3 separate regions of the Mus musculus genome follow, and all the other regions are linked to region 2. The links are chromatin contacts, called in public Hi-C and HiChIP or PLAC-seq maps. All regions are on one chromosome and are shown on one strand. Each heading gives the region's core, a stretch centred on a gene start, on an enhancer-like site or on the middle of the called end of the contact. The rest is flanking DNA. Distances are from core to core; before and after follow the strand shown.

Evidence for each region. Hi-C and Micro-C count contacts between places; a contact is called where the count stands out from the background. HiChIP or PLAC-seq counts read pairs in DNA pulled down with a chosen protein or histone mark.
Region 1: a contact with region 2 is called in a Hi-C map of 8-cell embryo, with 2.8 times the contacts expected there. The contact joins the enhancer-like site here to the promoter of Dnajb6 in region 2. A contact is called at or near these places in 2 of 39 promoter capture datasets (3T3-L1-derived adipocytes and macrophages), 1 of 15 datasets of contacts at CTCF or cohesin (the NIH/3T3 cell line), 13 of 484 Hi-C or Micro-C datasets (8-cell embryo, the AML12 cell line, the G1E-ER4 cell line and 6 more), 12 of 115 datasets of contacts at active chromatin or transcription factors (the HPC-7 cell line, bone marrow-derived macrophages, embryonic fibroblasts and 4 more) and 3 of 9 other capture datasets (adipose tissue, liver and pancreatic islet).
Region 3: a contact with region 2 is called in a BATF HiChIP or PLAC-seq map of CD8 T cells, with 15 read pairs. The contact joins the enhancer-like site here to the promoter of Dnajb6 in region 2. A contact is called at or near these places in 2 of 39 promoter capture datasets (erythroid cells and macrophages), 17 of 484 Hi-C or Micro-C datasets (the C10 cell line, the HPC-7 cell line, cerebral cortex and 5 more), 10 of 115 datasets of contacts at active chromatin or transcription factors (CD8 T cells, the HPC-7 cell line, astrocytes and 5 more) and 2 of 9 other capture datasets (adipose tissue and liver).

What each region holds. Positions count from the first base shown.
Region 1 is chr5:29,691,956-29,696,335 of GRCm38.p6, forward strand. It overlaps Gm42245 (a long non-coding RNA gene), which reads right to left. Exons shown (of 3, transcript XR_880916.3): 2 at 4,173-4,289. Among named protein-coding and RNA genes, the nearest start is that of Gm42245, 5.7 kb to the right of the region's middle. Within about 2 kb of position 1,791, at least 6 of the 459 cell types and tissues checked have an H3K27ac peak or open chromatin away from gene starts, as enhancers often do. A contact at or near this core is called in 8-cell embryo, where this site is marked.
Region 2 is chr5:29,734,152-29,738,609 of GRCm38.p6, forward strand. It overlaps Dnajb6 (DnaJ heat shock protein family (Hsp40) member B6), which reads left to right and starts at 1,747. Exons shown (of 8, transcript NM_011847.4): 1 at 1,747-1,965. It overlaps Gm5129 (predicted gene 5129), which reads right to left and starts at 1,785. Exons shown (of 1, transcript NR_028426.1): 1 at 1,183-1,785.
Region 3 is chr5:29,769,915-29,774,153 of GRCm38.p6, forward strand. It overlaps a transcript of Dnajb6 not described here. Among named protein-coding and RNA genes, the nearest start is that of Gm5129, 36 kb to the left of the region's middle. Within about 2 kb of position 2,942, at least 94 of the 459 cell types and tissues checked have an H3K27ac peak or open chromatin away from gene starts, as enhancers often do. A contact at or near this core is called in CD8 T cells, the HPC-7 cell line, astrocytes and 3 more, where this site is marked.

The sequences.
Region 1 (4,380 bases), core at 541-3,040, 42 kb before region 2:
CAGATACCTCTCTCTGGTTGGATGTAGATAGGAGAGTCTTTTTCCTGTAGGAGGGTAGAGACTTGTATGAGTAGAGGGGAAAGTGGGTTGGCATCTAATTTGATGAAGGATCTTGACAACCAGGGGAGCAAATTGACAGCATATACACTGTCTGAAAAGAGGTTAAGGGGGCCCTTGACTTCTTTTAGAGCTAAATAGATGGCATATAATTCTTTATATTGGGGGAGAGTGACTGGGTAGCTCTTTGAATCAGAGGATAGGGGTTCATCTTCAGGGAAGTAGTATATTACTGCTGCAGCCTCCCTCTTGGTAAATATTGAGGGGGCTCCTGCTATGGGCCCTTTTGAGAATAGTTTGGGAGATCCCTTATTTGTGTGTGGGAAGGCTTGGTGCTGCTCCTACATGACTGATAGCCACACAACCTCCTGTGGGGGCTGTGGGGTGGTAACTTCAACAGGAGCTAGGGGGTCAGGAGACATGATTAAATGCCTTCAGTCCCATGTAGGTGGAAATTACCACACACTGGGTCCCACCAGGTTTCAAGACCTAAGCTTGAGTGGAGACCAACCAGGCTGTCTGTGCATAGCCCTAGCCCGTTGCCCCACAGGGAGGAAAGGCAAGGGTTTATTTGGCTTACACTACAGTATAATGTGTATCACCAAAGGACTTCAGGACAGGAACTCAAGCAGGAAAGTATCCTGGAGATGGGAGCTGATGGAGGGATGCTGCTTACTAGTTTGCTTCCCCTTTCTTGCTCAGCCTGCTTTCTTATAGAACCAAGAACCACCAGCCCAGGGATGGAACCACCCACCATAGACTGGTCCCTCCCATATCAATAACTAGTTAAGAAAATGCCTTACATGGGCTGGTGAGATGGTTCAGTGGTTAAGAGCCTGGACTGCTCTTCCATAGGTCCTGAGTTTAGTTCCCAGCACCCACATGATGGCTCACAAGCATCTGTAAGGAGATCTAAATGCCCACTTCTGGTGTGTCTGAAGACAGCTATAGTATATACATTAGTATATACATATACATTTACACACACACACACATAAAATCAGAGAAGGTAGCCATTATGATGGAGACTGAGAGGGATGATGGGTGGCCAGCCAGACCTCACCACAACAAGGGTAAGGACAGGAACCATCAGGGGAAGCCACAGAATTCTCAAAGCCAGAGAAACTTATCCATGTTCCCTGAGTGTGGCAGGAATATAATCCCAAGAGCCCTAATCTACCCTCTCAGCAGACCCAAGAAAGGACATCAGAGTTTCTCTCATCCCCTCAGTGGGCTGGTATTATGTGAGTCTTAGGCTCAAAGCTGGCCATGAGTATAGAGATAATGAGAGCTGTCTGCAGGAAGAGTGTGTGTGTGTGTGTGTGTGTGTGTGTGTGTGTGTAGGTCAGAGGACAACTTTCAAAGTTAATTCTCTCCTACCATGTAGGTTCTGTCAGATCCAAAGGAAACTCCAGTTTCCCAAAGGCAGTCCAAATACTCAGAAATGACATTTCTTTATTATTTCTTTTTTGTTTGTTTGTTTGTTTGTTTTTGTTTTTTTTTTTTCGAGACGGGGTTTCTCTGTATAGCCCTGGCTGTCCTGGAACTCACTTTGTAGACCAGGCTGGCCTCTAACTCAGAAATTCACCTGCCTCTGCCTCCTGAGTGCTGGGATTAAAGGCCTGTGCCACCACGCCCAGCCAGAAATGACATTTCTGAGCTCAATCTTGACTATAGAAGGATTTCTGGTGGTTAGATAAAAGCCAGCATTCAGGAACTTGTGAAACTAGTTCCCCTCTGCCAAAAGGAGTAATTTCCCTTCCCTCTGACAGTGTCTTCTCAACATATCAAAGCACATTCTGTTATTACGGGTGCCTGCTACACATTTCAAAATCTCTGAAGAGCTAGCATTCCAGAGAACTGTGTCTCCTCTGCTCCCCTGTCCTTATGGGCTTGCCAACCCCCAGCTGCCCACTCTTTCTGTAGCCCCGCTGTTATCAATGTGCTCTCTCTGCCCTGCTCCCGCTTCTCTCACTATCTGCTCTATTCTATCCCCTGCTCACAGAGAGCCCTGGCCAGATCCACTCTGCTGACCATGTTCAGTCTACATCTTTCTCTCTCTACTCTGGACTCTCAGATTTCTTTGGCTGTTTTCTCTCACATATCTACAATAAAAACTTTCCCCTTAGGGCTGGAGAGATGGCTCAGCTGTTGAGAGCACTGGCTGCTGATCTGGCAGAGGACCCAGGTTCAGTTCCCAGAACCCACAGAGTAGCTCACAACCACCCATTGCTCCAGTTTCAGGTGTCTGATGCCCTCTTCTCCATGGGCTCTGTGCACACAGCACACAGACACACACAGAGAGAGAGAGACAGACAGAGAGAGAGAGACAGAGACACAGAGACAGAGAGAGAAAAGGGGCGTATGGGGAAAGGGAGAGGGAGGGAGAGGGAGAGAGAAAGAGAGAAAACAGAAACAAACAAAACTTCTCCTTAACCACACCAAGGAGTGGTCATGCCATCAGTTTATACAGGTCCCAGAGATCAAACTCAGGTTATCAAACCTGACAGCTAATGTCTTTTCTCCCTGACTCACCTTGTCTGCCCAAAATACTATTTAAAAGATGAAAGGTGAGTAATACCAGCCCTAGGATTGAGGCTGTAATCCATGCTAAGTGGGAAGACCACCTTACCCAACTGGGCCCTCAGTGAAGCAAGGGTCCAGAAACAACTCAAACAGCCCTCTCAAGAACCAGAGACAGAGACTGGAGAGATGGCTCAGTGGTTAAGAACACTAACTTGTACTTCCAGAGGTCCTGAGTTCAATACCCAACAACCACATGGTTGCTCTCAACCATCTGTAATGGGATCCAATGCCCTCTTCTGGTATGTCTGAAGACAGCTACGGTGTTACTCATGTACATAAAATAAATAAATAATTCTAACCCCCCCCCCCAAACAATTGAAAAAAAAAAAAAGAAAGAACAGAGACAACCACAAGGTGGTGGCACACACCTTTAATACCGGTATAGGACATAAAAACCGTGCCAGGTTGAGACCCAGAGACTCAGTGGGCACACACCTGAGACTTAGGCAAGTCCTCACTCCCTGACACTCTAGCCTGGAAACATGTCCTCCAAAACAGAGTTCTCCGTGCTAAAGATGTACCTAGCAGTCCAGAGGGTTTAGCCAATAAGCTTCCCTTCCCAGACATTCCTCCTTGCAAAACGTATTTAATCTCAGGTCCACCCGGAGAAATGAGTATAAATTATGCACCTGTTTTCCACATGAACAACCAATAACCTGTTTAGAACCATGGACTGTGTCTTTCATCAAGATCCGCTGTAGGGAGCCACGGAGAAGGCATTTGACTACAGAACAACCTGTAGAAGGCTCTCTGCACTACCAGTCACAACCATCACCAACAACTAAGGACAATCACCACTGGGACAAGCAGGAACTCCCATTTCCCCCTGCCCTAGACTAGACTCTATCCCCAGCCCAAGGGCCCATGACTCTGTTCTCAGCTCTTCCAGAACTCCCAGAGGCACCTGGATGTCCAAGAGTCTGAGAACCCCATGGCCCTGGTCTCATCGAACCCCCGAATCAGCTCCGGCTTTCCTGTATCTTAGACTGCACTTTCCCACCTTCAAAGTGATGTCTCAGAGCTTCCCTACAGCCTGGCACCCACCCTTGTGACAACAGCATGGGATAAGCACAGTCAAACTCCCCTCCCCAAGTGGCCATGCCCTGCGGTGGGATGGACATCGTCCAACATCCCAGTGTCTGGGAAACAGAGGCAGGCAGATCTCTATGAGTTCAAGACTAGCTTGGTCTACCAGAGATAAGACAGGCAAGGTGAAGCCAGGCGTTGGTGGTGCACACCTTTAATCCCAGCACTCGGGAGTCAGAGGCAGGCGGGTTTTTTAGTTCGAGGCCAGCCTGGTCTACAAAGTGAGTTCCAGGACAGCCAGGGAGAAACCCTGTCTCTAAAAACAAACAAACAAACAAACAAACAGACATGGTGGCTTTAGGAGCCAGCTAAAGTTACATAGAGAGACTATGGAGAGAGAGAGAGAGAGAGAGAGAGAGAGAGAGAATTCACCATACTTGCCCCCAGGGGTAGGAGGAAATAGAGAGGCCAGAGGGAGAAGGGAAGGCCAGCAGCAGCCCCACCTTGCATTTCTTCACCTTGGTTGCAGGCAAGAAGAACAAGACAGCTGTGTCCTGGCAGAGCTTCCGGCAAAGTTCCTGGCTGTCTTGGTCTCCAGGGCAGTGCCACACCACAGGGTTCTGAGGAAAAGGGAACCAGGACATTTGGAACCTGTTCAATAGTGCTGAGCTGCCCTGGCTCTGAACCTGTTCATCTTGTTTTGCTCTGCTT
Region 2 (4,458 bases), core at 497-2,996:
CCCTCTTCTGGTGCATCTGAAAACACCTACAGTGTACTTAGATATAATAATAAACAAACAAACAAACAAGGTGTTCATTCCCAGCCCCCAAAAGACTTTAATATAGATTTAATATCATGGGTCTTTTGAAAGCTCTGGGGAAAGATAAAACTAGGTCTACATGCAAACATGCACATGTCTGGAGTGAATCACATCCCCTGGAGCTGGAGTACTAGGCAGTTGTGGATCACCTGATATGGGTGTTGGGAATTGAACTCAGATCCTCTAGAAAGAGCAACTAATGTTTTTTACTGAGTCATCTCCTCAGACCCTGTGTTAGAATTCTTTTTTTTTTTTTTTTTTTTTTTTCTGAGACAGGGTTTCTCTGTGCAGCCCTGGCTGTCCTGGAACTCACTCTGTAGACCAGGCTGGCCTGGAACTCAGAAATCTGCCTGTCTCTGCCTCCCAAGTGCTGGGATTAAAGGCATTTGCCACCACTGCCCTGCGTGTTAGAATTCTTAAATGTCATGTGGCAAGAGGCTTCAGCCAGACTCTGAGGCGAGGGGACTCCTTTCCCTATTCTCTACCTTATAACTGGCTTTGTCTTTCGGCGCTGCTTCAATAGAAAGCTTGGGTTGCTGGGCTGTCAGCCCTGGAGTATGCAAGCACACACACCTTCCACTCGTCACTAGGCCAGACTCCTTGATTCCTGCCATTGAGGGTGGTAGTGGGTAAGATTGAGAGCAGAAAGGTGGAAGGAGAGGTGGAGGAAGGTAAAGGAAAGGGCGGGAACTTTTGTGCTTAGTTTTCATTTCAGTCTTGGACAGCCATCTTGTAGGGCTGAAAGTCAATTAGAAAAGAGATCTGGCCAAATTCTATGTTTCACAAAAGGGGAAGTGTAGTGTTTGGGAACCTTGGGGGCAGAACAGAAGCAAGGAGACAAGGAGCCATTCTGGAGGGTTCTATCTGGAGTTGAGTATATCCTACATGTGAGGGAGCATCCAAGGATCTGTGACTTCAGATCATGGGTCTCCACATCTTCTGTGCTTGTCCTTCTCAGGCGTTGAGAAGGTGGGCGTCCAACCATAACATTCTGAGATCAATATGTTCTCTTTCATTCTTACTTTCCAGTGCAGTGTTAGCTAACCTTTTGAAACTTACTGGGCAAGATGAAAAACTACTCATCCTATGGGTGTAAGTGGGGGTGGGGTGAGGATTTAAATGTCTATTTATTTATACAGGAGCTTATTGATTTATTGAGACAGGAGCTTATTGTGGGATCTGATGTCCTTCTCGGGTGTGTCCGAAGACAGTACATTCACATACAAAAAGTAAATACATCTTTAAAATAACCGTGTTTGAAATCTAGACCCTGGATTCAGCACTGCGAGTTGGTAATGATGAGGCCTCTCACGGTTCACTCTAAGTCGGGCCTGCTTGTTGGGTCGGCCGAACCTCGGGACCACAATTCTCCAAGTCCATAGGAGTGTGAGTCATACTACGCTATCAGGTCCTTATCTCCGAATCCACTGTGTCAGAGGCTGTGAGCGTCCTTCCTCCCAGCCTGCTTCCGGGCAAACGCAGGCTCCTTGGTTCGGCTACAGTCGCCTCAGGCTTTAGAGCCCTCCAGGCACAGAGCTTGCGCAAGGGGACGCTTCCCGCCCTATTCAGCCACCTTCGCCTATGTAAACCCTCCAGAATCCCACCGTCCTCAGCTCCGAGAATCTTCCGGAACGCTAGACCAGCGCTATCAAGTCCGACGCGCACGGAGGCTGCTGCGCACGTTAGCTTCAGGGCCGGGCGGAAGTCGACGTCGCCGGGCCGCGCCGCCACCGCGTGACGCACTTCCTGTTTGTTGTTGGAGAAAAGAAGAGAAAGGAAAGCGCGAGGAGACGCCGCCGCCGCCACCGCCACCAGCGCAGCTGTGCCACAGCCGCGAGGAGACCGGCCGCCTGACTTCCCTCCTCGCTGGCCGCCGTGTCCTCGGTGAGGGTCCGCGAGCCGCGGCGAAAAGCAGGGTTGACTACGGCGGGAGGGGAAGGCCTGCGAATGGGCTAACCCGCTTGGCTCCCGGAATACGGGTGCAGGAACCGGGTCGACAGTGGGGCCGGTACTGCTCACAAGGCCGAACGGGTTCCAGTCTAGGCTGTAGTCTTGTGTCTAGGTCTGGGGCTTAAGGTGTTCCTGGTCTGGGCCGGTTGTAGATTGGGTCTGTGGAGAGCGTTTGCCGTTCTTGGTCAGGCCTAGCTCGGGGCTTAGCTGCGGTCCGCTTCCCTAGTTCTCTGGTCGAAGGTGGCGGTTGGGTCCGGCACGCGCTAGGTCGGCCGCAGAGCTCCAGGAGTAGGCAAGGCTGGTGTCACCCAGTCCTGGCGTCCTCACTGCATTCTGCAAGCAAGGGGTCAGGTGGCCTGCGAAGAGCAGGACTCCCATGGAAGGCGCAATCACCGGCCCAGGCCTCCAGGCAGCGAAGGGGGCCGGGTGGGAAGGCCAAGGCGGTTTCCAGGGACTGTTGGGAAGTTTGCTAGGCGACCCGCCTGGCTCAGCTTACTTTTAAAACTAGTTTGATGTTGGCCTCGAAGGTTGCTTTGCTGTGGTTTACGTAACAAAGTTTATGTAACTGGAGTTTACACTAAGTCTTAATTTACTTCGGTTGTGTTGACAAGGAACTCTGCACTGCAAACTAAAAGGTCTTAAAAACTTTGGAGATGGAGTTTTTTTTTTTTTTTTTAAACAGGAGGGGTTTGTCAAGTTTTAAAAGCTTTGTTACCGAAGAAGTTGTATGTGAACCGTTGAAAGGGAATGGTGGGGATGGTCCCACCTTCTAAGGTGGGGAGTGCCTGCCCAGTGCAGCCACTTTGGTTTTTTTGTAACGTCTTTATTTGAACCTTAGATTTGTGGTTAGGGTTTACGCATTCTAGGCCGTAGAATCTCAGGACGCTCAGCTTGCTAGGGAAGTGATACCAACTTTAAGGCAACTGTTTTAGTAGAAATATTGGACATAAAAGCCAGAGGAGGGAACAACCTAAAGAACAAGCGCCCTGATATTTGAACTTAGTCTGTTCTTGTTTGTAAAGTAAACCCCACAGTAGACTTACTGATTCCTGGAAGGACTCCTTTGTTGTACTTTGGGATATCGCCACCACAGGCCGAATTGCCCTCCGGTGTGTGATTACGGTGTCATCAGTACACACACTTGGGTGGAGCTTTGGAATTAGGAAGAACATGAAAGAAATATGGGAAGAAATGCTGCCTTTTGTAGGTATGGTTGACTTGGAAGTTTCAGTCTTCTCTTCACTCTTGCCCAGGCAGACCATGCCTGTCTTTTTGTTTGTTTGTTTGTTTGTTTTTGAGACAGGGTTTCTCTGTAGCCCTGGCTGTCCCTGAACTCACTTTGTAGACCAGGCTGGCCTTGAACTCAAATCTACCTGCCTCTGCCTCCCAAGTGCTGGGATTAAAGGCGTGTGCCACCACGCCCGGCTTGCAAACTTTTTTGGTATTGTTTTGTGTACCCCTGGCTGTCCTGGAACTCACTTTGAATAGCAGCCTGATACCAAACACAGAACTCTGCCTCCTGCTGGGATTAAAAAAAGGTGTGCACCCTCTGCACCAGCCACATCTTTAGAATTGTAAAGAAGGCACTTTGTTATCCCTGTCCACTATTGGTGTGATAGCGTGTGCCTTTTACATTATTTAATACTCAAGGATGTGCGTGTACTTTTAGACCTTGTCTGATGCCTTTCTAAAGAACAAGCAAATAGAACAGAATTGTCCTTTCGACTTGGTTCTGCTTTGCAGGATTCTTAAAAACTGACACTTTGAAAATGATTGTATGTTAAGTCTTAAATTTACCCAGGACACCATCTGGTAGTGAAGGGCCTACAGTTAAAGGCAGGATTTTGTAGGAGGGATTAGAGTGGCAAATTAATATTATTTTCATGTATAGAGTTTAAGAGAGTAACTTTGGGAATAAAGTCACAGTGAGCTGTGTAGTGTTGTGTGGGTCCTTGATACCAGTAATTCAAGAGGGTGAGGTAGAATTTTAGGTAGAGGCCATCTTGGCCTGTAAAGTGAGACTCTACTTCAAGCAGTAAGCCTGAGGTTAACCAGAAACGAGCTGGTGAGAACAAGACGGAAATGTTACTGTTGTAATTGGGCTGGTGAGGTGGTTAAACACCTAAAGCATAGGAAGAAGGCCTGAGGACTAGAGTTGGAACCCAAATAAGGATGGCAGGAGGGCATTGACTCAAAGTTGTCGTGTGGACTCCACAGGTGTGCCCCTCCCCTAATGAGCGTGGGAGGGAGAAATGGACCATTTTCTCCTGAAGCCACAGTGTACTGTTTCTGAGTGCTCCCCAAGCATGTTTAAGTCTGCTAAAAATCCTTTTTTTGGAGGTGGTGGTGGTGGGGGAGCCTGGAGACTGACTTAGTAGATAAGCCAGCTAGTAGCTAGTTGGATTTGTTTGTTTCTTCAGAGACAGG
Region 3 (4,239 bases), core at 1,692-4,191, 37 kb after region 2:
CCAGCTTTTCTTTCTCCTCATGGTCTCCCCTGATCCTAAGGCCAGGAACATCAATTTCCACCTACCTCAATTTGGCCCAGCTGTAGGCATCTTTATTCAACCAGAAATAACTTGGGTTGGGGCAAGGTCACATAGTGTCACTTGGGTCTCTGGGGCAAGCAGGTCTTGGGGGCCAAACATAGCATTAAAGTTCCCAACAACAGACCAAGTTTTAACATGGTGTGTACATGCTACAGCATATTTGTGGAGAACTAACTGACGTTCAGGAGTCTGTGTCTTTAAGCACATGGAAGGAACCTAGGCGTCCAACTTGTGATGTCTGGCTGCTCCTTTCATAAACTTGTTGCCAGCATCATTAGCATTATTAACTGCTAGATGCAACCTTATTTTATTCTTTAAAAAATGTTTACATTTTATTATGAATTATTGAGTTCATGCCACTGTGTGTGTGTGTGTGTGTGTGGGGGGGAGGTAAAGAAGTTCAGGACAATGTGGAGGAATTCTGGGGGTTAAACCCATAGAGACAGCTTGCTAGGCCAATTTTCACTTTTCTTTTTTAAAATTCTTTATTTACATTTTAAATGCTATCCTGAAAGTTCCCTATACCCTCCCCCCAATTTTTACTTTCATAATTGGTTTTTCAGGGTTTGTTTCTGTTCAAAGTGTGCCTTATAGTAAGGTCAGTGGGGGGTTTGTTTTGTTTTGTTTTCCTGGAAGGTCAGCTCACACTAAGCGTTTTTAGGTTGACTTACCTTTTAAAATTCACTGTTTAGGTTTATGGGTGTTTTCCTTGCATTTATGTTTGTGTATTGCATGTATGCGTGTTGTGCTGCTGTGTGAGTGGAGCTGTGCAGTCTCTTCAGAAATACCACATGTTTTCACACCCTTTCATTTGAGACAGGGATGGATGGAAACTTGCTGTGTAGACCAGGCTGGCCTAGAACTCCTAGATCAGCCTCCTGAGCCCTGGGATTAAGAGTGCTCTGGCCATTCCACTTCACTCCTTTAAGACCTGGGTTAAGGAGTAGAGTGCTTGTGATATTTTCTCAGGGGCCTGGCTGAGCAAGCTTTCAGTTATTTATTTTTTTAAAAATTGTTCAGTGCTGGGGTAAAACTTAGTGCTTACTACTGTATGTAAACTTGGCTTGTCATTGTTGATTTTGTGAGTGATGTCTGCATGTATGCTTGTGCACCATGACTATGCAGTGCATGAGGAGGCCAGAAGAGGGCATTAGATCCCCTGGACCACAGGACCATATGAATGCTGAGAATTTCTCTGGAAGAAGGGCCAGTGCTTTTGATTGCCGAGCCATCTCTAGCCTGTTCTTGATTTAAAAAGATAGAGTTCACATCTTTCATGTAGCTGTACACTGTTAAGGTGATAGTGGGATTAAAATAAATCTGTATGGGTGTTTTGACTATATATGTCTGTACTATGAATTTTTAGTGACTTTGGAAACTAGAAGAGGAGTTACAGATAGTTGTAAACTGCCTTGTGGATCCTGGGAATAGAATCTGGGTCCTCTAGAAGGGCAAGCACTGTAACTGCTGATCTTTTCAGCCCCAGGATTTGGTTTGGATTATATATTTCTCTCAGGAGGCACGTAATATAATAGTTCATGCACTCAATGTAAACTCAAGAGCCTGTCTGATTCCTTAAAGCTGGAGTTATAGGTGGTGATGAGGTGGCTGCGGTGCTGGGAACCAAACTCAGGCCATCTGGGAGAATACAAAATGCTGGAGAGCCAGCTCTCCAGCCTACTGACAGCATCATATTCTGCGAGAGGCTGCTTTTAGAAAGATTAATATACAAAAAGTCTCCTTTCAGCCAGCTGGAGGTGGCACATACCTTTAATCCCTGATTTTGGAAACAGAGGAAGGCAGATCTCTGACTGAGACCAGCCTGGTCTACAGAGTTAGTTCCCAGTTCCAGGACAGCCCCGGGTTTTGAGAAACTTTTTTTAAATGGAGAAACTTTGTCTCAATAAAACAAAAAACCAAAACAATACAAAAAAAGTCTTCTTTCTACCAGTTTCGAGGAAATAGATCCTGAAATTTATCCATTTTCTCTGGGACTTTTTGTAGTAATCGATAGCCCTGATACCCAGAACTGGGAGATAGGTGTCTGGGTGTGTATGTAGAGGATTCTTTTGGTTATTTGAGGTGAGAACCTGCACCTGTGGCTGGCACCGTTCTGTGGCTGGGACACTAATGGTCAACATCCTGTGCTGCTCTTTGTAACCGACTACTGCTCTTCTACCCTACTGTCTGTCAGAGTATTTCATCACAGTGGCAGGAAGAGAGACATACCACTATTGGGGGTGGCCAACCTGCAGATTTACTGCCTCTAGCTTTCCAGTGTTTTGAGTGGTCTAAGCTGACAAGAAATGACTCAGAAAGCTGGCATCTGCCTGGCCTTTACAAGATTCATTTCAGCTGTGTCTGTGTCCTGATATTTTCTCATCATTAATGCTGGTATCACTTGGTTTACAAGGTTTCTGGGGCTGAAAGGGGAAAATGCTGCAGATAAGCCAGCAATCACAGACAGATACAGAGACAGAAGTGGAGAATTCTATTTTGTTTCCATTCCTTGATGAACTATCAATGCAGTAAGACTCAAAAAAAAGTACCCCCCAATTTATTTTTGAGGTTTCAAGGCTGTCTTGGAACTCTAGAACCCCAACTTTAAGACATGCACCTGCCTTTACCTCCTGAGTGCTGGGATTAATGGTGTGTGCCTCCACTGCCCAGCTCTGGTTTGGATTTTAGGAGCAGATTTTTAACTGCTGAGCCATTTCCCCAGCTCCAAAAGAATTTACTAAGTGGCATCTGGTTTATGTCCACCACCTTTCAGCCCTGTTTGTCTTTTTACTGGTACTCATGTGACAGAGGGAAGTGAAGTCTGATGCTGCCTTGCGTTTGTTCCCCATAAGATCTGGCTCTGGTCCTAGAGGGTGCTACAGGAGTGGCCACGGCTGTGGGGTGCAGGGAGTTGCTATGCAGCACCATCTGTAACTAACAGCATTTGGCCCTGGTTATGGGAACAGTTGGTGTTTTTAAGATGCCCATTAATTGCCAGCCCTACTGGTCTGAGAAATGATTGACTATGGGCACCTTTACCCAGGGCTTTTGATGGGTATGAGCAATGGGATTTGTGTGCCACCACATGGAACTGACACGTTAGGGCATACCAACTACACTCGGCTGCTGGAAGTCATTTGGCTGTTTGTCTTGTCCACTGTGACTCAGTGAGTTCAGGATGTTTGTGACACAGCACCAGAAGAAGCTCAACTGGTGCTTTTCATAGTTCTTAACCACAGAGGCAGGGGCTCTACCCTGGAACTCATTTGTGGAACTCAGCTCTTGTCTTAGCATCCTAAATGCTGGGATTGTAAGTGTCACCCAGCTCACCAGTTATTTTCATAGTCACTCCATGTATCTTCTGACCCCAGAGGACATGGCCCTTTTTAAGACTGAGGATGTGACTCAGTGGTAGGGTACTTGTCTAGCCTGAGTTAGAAATAAAATTACTGTCCTGTTGAAATTAGTGCTTTCGGGATTCCCTGGTTTCTAGGTCTCCAGATGAAATGTGACTTTTGCCTACTTGTGCGCTTCCTAACTCTTCTCTACTAATGTCGGTTTCCTAAGATGACCCTGCTGTCACACCTTCCTTCATGCCAGGCTGGTTTTATACATGCCCCACTTGGTTTCTCACTTTCTGGCTGCTCAAGCGTGTCCTCTCACAGATGTCCTCATTCTGTTGTGTTCATTTGAGACCGACAGTGCAGAGTTTGTTTGAAACTACAGCACTAAGTCTAAGAACAAGAACCCTGTGTGCCAGTCCCAGTGCCTGGCACATGTTTTGACGCCAGTGGTGTGACTGACTTCATCTTGTGAGCCAGCAGGTGATACAGACGAAATATCAGGTTGATGGCATTAATGACCTAGTGAAATAGACTTCTTTCTCCTTGTGTACTTGGGGAGGAGCTTATGTGAAGTCAGTACCCACATTCAGCTGGACTCAGATCTGAAGCCGTACCACACTCTGTGACAGTTGCCAAGTCTTTCTGTCTCAGCTTCCGGGCGACCTCAGTGTCTTGGCTGGGGACACTGTCAGATCGTGAGTTTGTTTTAAATTTTCATTAGTTGTTTCAAGGCATATGTTTTCTGGTGTGTTTCGTTCCCCAAGTGGAAAAGAAACATGACCTCATAACCCCGGGTGTGGACCAGTGCTTGACT